Regions from separate parts of the Mus musculus genome. Here region 2 is linked to region 1. A link is a contact called in public Hi-C data. All regions are on one chromosome and are shown on one strand. The core of a region is the stretch at or near the end of the contact, and the rest is flanking DNA. Distances in the headings are between cores, read along the strand shown.

Region 1 (3,692 bases), core at 743-3,242:
CAAGGTTTGGGTTCCTTATCATATCATACAGACCTAGTCTATCTCTATAAGCCCACTTCTGAAACCTCTTGAACTGTGTTGTTGCCTTTCTAACTTGCATTCATTCTGCAAATATGTGTGTCCATGTATATGTATATGTATATGTATATGTATATGTATATGTATATGTATATGTATATGTATATGTATATGTATATGTATTTGATTGATTTACTGTGTGCAAGCACTCTAGGTACTAGGCATAGTACCTGACAGCAGAGTTTTCCAGTAACTTGCGATGTGTTGAAACTTAAGCCATACAGAGGTGTTAGGGTTTGAAGACTCTACATGATTTCACTGAAGAGCCACATTTAGAGATTTTCACTGGTCCCTGTGGTCTTCGGTGTTCTGATTAGAGCACCTAGTTTCCACACAACCCTTGCATCATCCCTGTTCCCGCTCCTGTATACTTAAGCTAAGCTTATGCTATATTTCTTGTCTCTCCGAATAGTTCCCCAATCGGCAACAATTCTGTTGGGAGCCCCATCCTTCACAGAACTGCTCTCTGCCAAGTAAGTGTGTGCTTCCGGATGGACGCATCGACTCACCTGCCCTGGCCACAATGTCTTCTCACCACATCCCTCTCAGAATCCTAGACAGATGCCTAAGGGTTGTCCTGAGTAATCAGGAGAAGTACAGCAGGTGAGGTCTGGGTCACCATCTCTTCCCCATGCACTTGATCCAAGGTATTTACTGCACTGCTGAAGGTCTTACCAGAAGGAAAGCAGAGTGTATTACCTCTTGATTGGACTTGACCATTGCCATCATATAGGAGAATGAGACATCCAGTAGACACGGCCCATTGGCATGCCCATGAAGGAGAGGCTCACAGGCCACCAACATCCTCAGGAGCCCAACATCCTCATCTGAGGTAATCAGAGGTAAGCAGGTGCTGGAATGGGTCTCTTCAGAAATGTTGCTGCCCTGAAATTGCTCAGTAGTGCAGTTTGGCATCAAGCTACCCATGCCCCTGTAAGTAAGAACCCATTGCTAGACTTGGGTGGCATCATTTGCTATATTGGTGGCCTCAGTAGCTGGAACAAACAGGCAGGGAAAATCATGGTTCAATGGAAATCTTCAGGCCTGAGTTTCCACTCTGAGAATGTAGCCATCTGTAGCTTCCTTTGGCTCCTAAGATTCTGCTTGGCTAAGCATCCATTGGGGGTGAACCCCTCAAAGGAAGGTTTGTGATAAATGCCACCTCTGGAAACACTGGGCCCCTCCACCTACAGGGTCACTTCTCTTCTCTACACCGAGACTTCCCTGCAGCAAGTGGGCTTCCTTCTCATCTTGGCCTGATCATTAGAAAAGCAATAAACACAGTCAGAGACTGCCACCTTCTCAGAGAGTTATCCCAGGATACAGCAGTGCCGAGGCTGTCAGAGTCAGCCCCATGCTGCTCCATGGAACATGGCTTCTCATTAATACAGACAGAGGTGGCAGCACATCCTTGGTGAAAACCAGGGCTGTGTGGGGCTGTGCTGTGTGGTACTTTTTCCTCTGGGCATAATAAGATGCCATCTTGGATTTTGTCCTAGTAGTCATGGCAACTAGAGGAGAAAAATACAATTATATCCAGGTCTATAGTAATAGTGGGAACTACAGACACTCCCTGGTAGATGGAAGATGGAAAAGTCTCAAGACATGCACTTAAAATTCCAGCCTTTACCCACTCAAGCAGCGGCAAGTGGTCTGGAGAGACGCTAGTGTAATTCAGAGGTTGAAGGTTAATTGAAAGCAGGATGCTATAATTCAACTTCCATGAGGTCTTCATCTCGATGGGCTGGGACTCTGCCGTGATGTACTATTTGGGAGTCACCAGAGCTAACCCGTCACCTGTGATTTGCAAGAAAGCCCCATAAGCTCACTCTTCTCACCAAGCTAGCCTTGGTGGAATCAGACTTCGCCTGTTGCTGGTGCCCATCTGGGATGATGAGATGTTTGCTCTCACCTCCCCAGGAAAACTTGGCATGCCAGAACAGAGTGGGGGAGCTGCCTGTGGGGTGGACAGCAAGAAGGGGTGTCTGCAGAGGCAGCAAGAGAGGACCAGAGAAGGCTGAGAATGTGAAGGAGGACAAGCAGAGCAACACAATTCAGGTGGTAAGCTCACTATGGGAACGAGCCCTCCAGAAAGGTTGGCGGACAAGATCATTAGGTACGACGAGGAGTCATGGCAGAAAGACAGAAAGACAGTCAACAGACACACACAGCCTCACAGAAACCAAGGAAAGGCAAGAAAAGAAAGCCATGTGTTGCTGGGCTTTCGTTGAGCTGATGGCTGCGAGTTCACGGGACATGGATTACATACTCAGTGCACTGCAGCAACTAATTTCTAAGCAGATCAAAATAAATCAGAAAACAAAACCGCCCTGACAGCAGAGCAATGTGGAGATGTGTTAAGAGATAATTACAATCCTTTCTCCCATTTCACTACGTCTCTGCTGCCACGGGTGCCAGCGCTGAATCACAGTTGTCACTCCATCAAGAGGCCATGAACACTGGAGGAAGACTGCAGAGGGTGCCAGCCAAGCATGCCAGCATGCTGGTCTAGGGGGTCAGTCTACTGACAAGGATGTTCATCCCATCCCCAAATCTTAGAACTGCAGCCAGAAAGGGTACCTCATGCCAGCTAGGGGCCACTGTGCCAGGCAATTCTCCCCACCCCCATCTTCTGGGAATCTGTTGAGCATGGCCACTGTCACTCACTCTGCAAAGAAACTGGCTTCACGGCTTACAATAGTATATCCTAGAGTCAAATCGGTCTAGTTCTATGGGCTCCTAGTCAGGTGGCCTTGGGCAAGGTCCCAGAGTTATATAATCCTGTCTCCTTATCAAAGAGAAAATAGGCAAATATCAGTGGTGGACAGTCATCAGGAGCATTAGAATAATGTACAAACAGTATCTGTAACTGGTAGGGTTTACTGTTAGACATCATAGCTATTGTTACCCTTGCAAAGCTGAACTGAGAGGCCACCAACTTATGGATCCTTGAGACTACTGCCCAAGTGACAGATGAAGCATCCTGGGTGTCCTTGTTGAAACTTCTCAGACATGCTCCTGACTTCTGAACGGATGCCGCAGGTCCTCAGTTCATCAGGTTGGGGGGCAGCTTAGAATAGGGTCTATAGAATGATGACCCAGTGCCACGAAGAAGAAAGCTACATAGGAAGCAACTTAATACTTGGAGGTTGTTTGCTGCCTTGGTGGCCCCACCAGCATCCCATGTCTCCAGCAACCTGTGGGGATGCTTCCCCAAGACATTTCTTGAAGAAGCACAGGTCCTCAGTACCTGCCACTGAAGATCATTGAACTCTCCACCTGCTCCCTCCTGCAGATACTCCTCCTCTCCCTACCTGGAGGCTGAGAAACCAAAGGTCTTAGATGTTGAATAAATTACACTATGAAGTGGCTGCTCCGGGCTGACACTTCTCTTAGGAGATTTCCTTCTTAAGGAGTGTTCTTCCCCTGACATGATCTGTTGAGAGCAACATGGTAAACACATGTCCCTCTTCTGGTCCTGCTGGAAGAGGAAGGGATGGACAAAAGCACAGAGTCTGTCCTGAACATGGGGCCCAGCGCCTGGAGAGTGAGCAGTAAGCCACCAAGCAAGCATCTGGTTCTCACTCTGCCAGCAACCCCCACTCGCTGGCAAT
Region 2 (4,203 bases), core at 1,593-4,092, 86 kb after region 1:
AGCTGCAAAGCAAACTCTTACCTGCCTATGCATGCCAGCCAGCCAGCGTCTCTCTCTCTGCTCAGTGGAAACGTATATTAGGGGCAGCAAGTGATGTACGGAAATGTTTCTGATATCACTCCTAAGCAGGAGATTCCTGTACAAAAGGCCCATTGCCTTCACCAGGGCAAGCTCCCCTTGAGCAACACTCACCAAACCTTTAACCCAGACCCCCTGCCATGTGCCTGCACTTGGGTAACTGTCACCCATACTTCCCTTGGTCATTGTCACCCTACCCTTTGTGTGGGCAGATTATCACCTGCCCTTTCACCTGCTTGCCCCGTCATCCTGTCCCTCACTTGGATGTCACCTCACTCCTAACATCTCTCATGTTACATCCTGATCTCTCCTGAATTCATGCCAGTGTCTTAACCAGAACTGCCCCTGTCACTCATAGTTCATTACTTCCTGGTGAATCTTCTCCCTGTCCCCTGTCACTCATAGTTCATTACTTCCTGGTGAATCTTCTCCCTGTCCCCTGTCACTCATAGTTCATTACTTCCTGGTGAATCTTCTCCCTGTCCCCTCTGCCTTCGCCTGCCCTGCCCAGTCTGTGAAATTCTTTCTCTTTCCACCGTGTCCTCCCTCCAGACAAGGTTCACTAGTGCGAGTCTATTCTGATTTTCTCCCCTCTTGTCAGGCTGTGCATAATTATCTTTAAGTCTTTTATTTGTGTCACATCCCTTCTCTGTGGCACTGATAAGCATGCTTCCCTGATCCTGTCACTGTCCCAATTATTGCCAGAGAGGAACAGCTATCTTTACAAGGTTGGAGTTTTTCTAATGAAATAAAATAAAATAAAATAAAATAAAATAAAATAAAATGGGAGGGTTTGAGTCTCTTCTTGGAGTCTTAAGCCAATTCTCTGCTTTCTCTCCAGATATTTCTTTTACCCTTTAGGTTAAACTGGTGGAATATCTGAACATTCATTTTTAATAATTGTATTCTGAGCTCTTAAGAAGAAAAAATAAACATAAAATCGTTAGTGTTACTGTCATCAATACTAATATTAATTTTTACAGCTAAGATAATCCGGTCTTGATTCATTGCAACCATATGGTTCTTATTGGACAAGCACATTACTACTTAATTAGAGGACCAAGCGCTCCCGGTGACAAGACTCTGGAAATGCTCATCAGAGCTAACATTACATGAGACAGGACCTCTGGCTCACAGCTAGAAGAGCTGAAATCACCGCAACACTAAGCCTGGGTGGAGGCAAGCATCCCTTTGGCTATTCTACGAGCTCCCATGTGGAGACAGACAGCACATTTACTTTTCCATGCTGAAGTCTGTCCCACATCTGCTTCAGATCCGCACTATTACAGTGATCCACATGCTATCAGTTAGGGCGCTGCTAAACACTAGCAAATGACGCCGGCATTTACATGTTACAACACAACAATAGCTCTTTTCTTGCGTGCAAGTAAAAGCATTATGGCCGCCTGCAGGTTGGGCTTGCTCACCTGAGGGCCACTGTCTTCCCAATTCCCCTACACTATGACTTTCTCCCAGGCCTATCAAGTCCACACAGAACTCCCTCTTGAAGACCCCTATCCTATGTGGTCTAAGGTTCTCACATTCCTACCTATGTCCCACTCAGAACACTGTCTTCCTTATAGCACCTAGGGAAATTTGAAGTTGTCTTACTTAGTTAGGATGTTTGCTTCACTTGTCTTTTCTCTCTTTCTTCATAGTAAATATCCACCTTCTCTATATTGCTCCCCACTGCATGTCTGGCACTTACATTCCAATGAGCATTCAAAAGACATCCACAGGGAAGTGGGGGGAAGGAGTTGAGAGGGTGAGAGAAGCCCAAGGAATTTAAATGATATTCCTGTGGTCACCTACTCAGAAAGTGACAGAAGAGGGCCCCATTGTGGGATTTCCCCACTAGAGGAGCCTGCACACTTTCTTCATTGGCCAGCCATCACTCACTCAGGCCAGACACACTAGAGAGCACATGCTTGCTCAACTGGTGTGGTATCAGCTGTGCCGTCCCATTTGATATCTGGTTGGAATGGCTACTCATGAGAACAGAGGTCCCAGGCTTGGTCTCTCCGGGCCCAGTGTTCTTGGTTCTAAAGTAAGTTCTATTCCATCAGACCCACCTCTGACTTTGGCCAGACAGAGGCAGAACTTATGACCTCATCAGGTCCTCCTACTCCAGCCAGCCTTTGGAGAAGAGGCCAACCAGTTCCTCAGACCCAGGCCAACTCACCCAGTTGAGATATGCCAGGGAAAAGCTATGTGATGTAGACTTGTCCCCCAATGCCAAGGGAACCTCCCCCTGCAAGACAGGACTATCCGAGATCCCTGTCCCTGAGCTGGAGTTAGTGTCACTCTGGCTAGAAAGAGGCAACCAAATACTCCCTGGAAGCCCCTGCATGCCTGTCAAGCTCTCCAGAGCCAGAGGGGCCTGGCAAACAGTGCCAGCTTTCTCTATGCCAGGATACCCATCTGCACCCCGGTCACCTTATCTAGCCTCCAGACCATGGACTGTGTGGGCATCCAGTCCCCCAGCTCCCTTTCTACTGGATATGGAAGGAGGGGAAGCCAAGAGCAGGCCGAGTGGAACTTGAGTCTGCGTCCATTATCCACAGCTAGTAGGCTTCTCATACGCACTTGGCACCCCTGGGGAGTAGGAGCCAGGAGTCTTCTATCTCAACCCCCTAGCTCGCCAACCAGAACATGATGTCTTTAAGTGGTGACTCATGTTTGCAGTGAGAACTGACTAATTATTTTGATCTTCCTGAAGTCACTTGCCTCATTAGTGGATACTCTCCATCCTGGGCCAAGACCCAGCACTGAGGCAGGCTTGGCTTATTTAACGGAACACAGGGCGGGGCAGCCAGGCCTGTCCTCTCTATAAGTTGTGCATCAGTTCCAAGCTTTCTCTCTAAAGTGGGTGTTTCTCCTGAGGGCTTTGTCCCCAATATGAGGAAGAAACTCCTTTCCAAAGGCCCTTTTCCTGAAGCCCTGTTTAAAAGGCTGAGACTGAGCAAAAGAACCAGCTCCAAAAATGCAAAGACTCCTGAAATGATTCAGCCTTGCACAGACAAAAGTCAGGGCAGAACCAGAGACATAACTGCCAATCACAGCTGGGCCTGGGCTTCCATTTCCTAAGCATCTACTATACCCAAACATAATGCAAAGTGCTTGAGACAAAGGGACAAGAAAGCAAGCCTCGCCGGGCGTCGTGGCACACGCCTTTAATCCCAGCACTTGGGAGGCAGAGGCAGGTGGATTTCTGAGTTCAAGGCCAGCCTGGTCTACAGAGTGAGTTCTAGGACAGCCAGGGCTATACAGAGAAAGCCTGTCTCAAAAAAAAAAAACAAAACAAAACAAAAAAAAAAAAACAAAAACAAAAAACAAAACAAACAAACAAACAAAAACCCAGAAAGCAAGCTTTAACTCTACAAAAGCCTGGATGGGAGACTTCCTGCACCCTCCCTCCCACCTGCATTCTTCTGGGTCTCTCTCCCTCTCCCTAATCCCAGGAATCCACACACATGGGGCTCCGTGAGCAAGTGTCTGTTTCCTCAGTGCCCTTCCCCCAGTATACTGAGCAGTTTGTCAAAGCCAGGAAACAGTGCCTGGATCTGTAGGGGCTCTGAAAGGGCAAATGCGAAGGCAAGGGAACAAGAGAGCAACTTGGAAGAGATCTCAGAGCACAAGGAGAGGGTGGTCCAAGCAGAGGTCTGACTCCCTCCAGAACCACCAGGTTAGCAGATGTGTGCTGTGAGTGAACTTGAACATCCTATGCCACGGGCCCATTCTCCCACTTCTTGGTATTTTCACAAAGATCTAAGAAAATGGCCATTATGGAAACAGCAGACTGTGTAGAAAGGCAGACAGAAAATACTTAGCCTCAGGCTTCCCAAGAATAAGGAGCCTACCCTACCCAGCCAGCTGCCTTGTGAAGAACAGGACCATGGTACCTATGTCAAACTAGATGGATATTAGAGATACATTTTTAAACCATGTAAGAGCTCACTTAGTCAGCTCTAAAAAAGATGACATTTATGGAAGTAAAAACACAAAAAGGTAATTCACAAGACACCACCCTGGGCCTTGCCTTCATGGAGGGAAACACTGGCTTACATGTGTGTTAGCAGCAGTTCAGAGGGACCGTGTCACTGCCCCCACAGCCCCCATGTTAGC

What was found. A called contact is a pair of places that touch in the nucleus more often than the background predicts.
Region 2: a contact with region 1 is called in a Hi-C map of the N1E-115 cell line, with 2.8 times the contacts expected there. The contact joins two enhancer-like sites. A contact is called at or near these places in 6 of 484 Hi-C or Micro-C datasets (the HL-1 cell line, the N1E-115 cell line, Sertoli cells and 3 more).

Annotation. Positions count from the first base shown.
Region 1 is chr6:118,930,744-118,934,435 of GRCm38.p6, forward strand. The region is part of intron 3 of Cacna1c (calcium channel, voltage-dependent, L type, alpha 1C subunit); the gene reads right to left. Among named protein-coding and RNA genes, the nearest start is that of 4931430N09Rik, 52 kb to the left of the region's middle. Within about 2 kb of position 1,993, at least 8 of the 459 cell types and tissues checked have an H3K27ac peak or open chromatin away from gene starts, as enhancers often do. A contact at or near this core is called in the N1E-115 cell line, where this site is marked.
Region 2 is chr6:119,016,374-119,020,576 of GRCm38.p6, forward strand. The region is part of intron 3 of Cacna1c (calcium channel, voltage-dependent, L type, alpha 1C subunit); the gene reads right to left. Among named protein-coding and RNA genes, the nearest start is that of Gm50599, 3.8 kb to the left of the region's middle. Within about 2 kb of position 2,843, at least 14 of the 459 cell types and tissues checked have an H3K27ac peak or open chromatin away from gene starts, as enhancers often do. A contact at or near this core is called in the N1E-115 cell line, where this site is marked.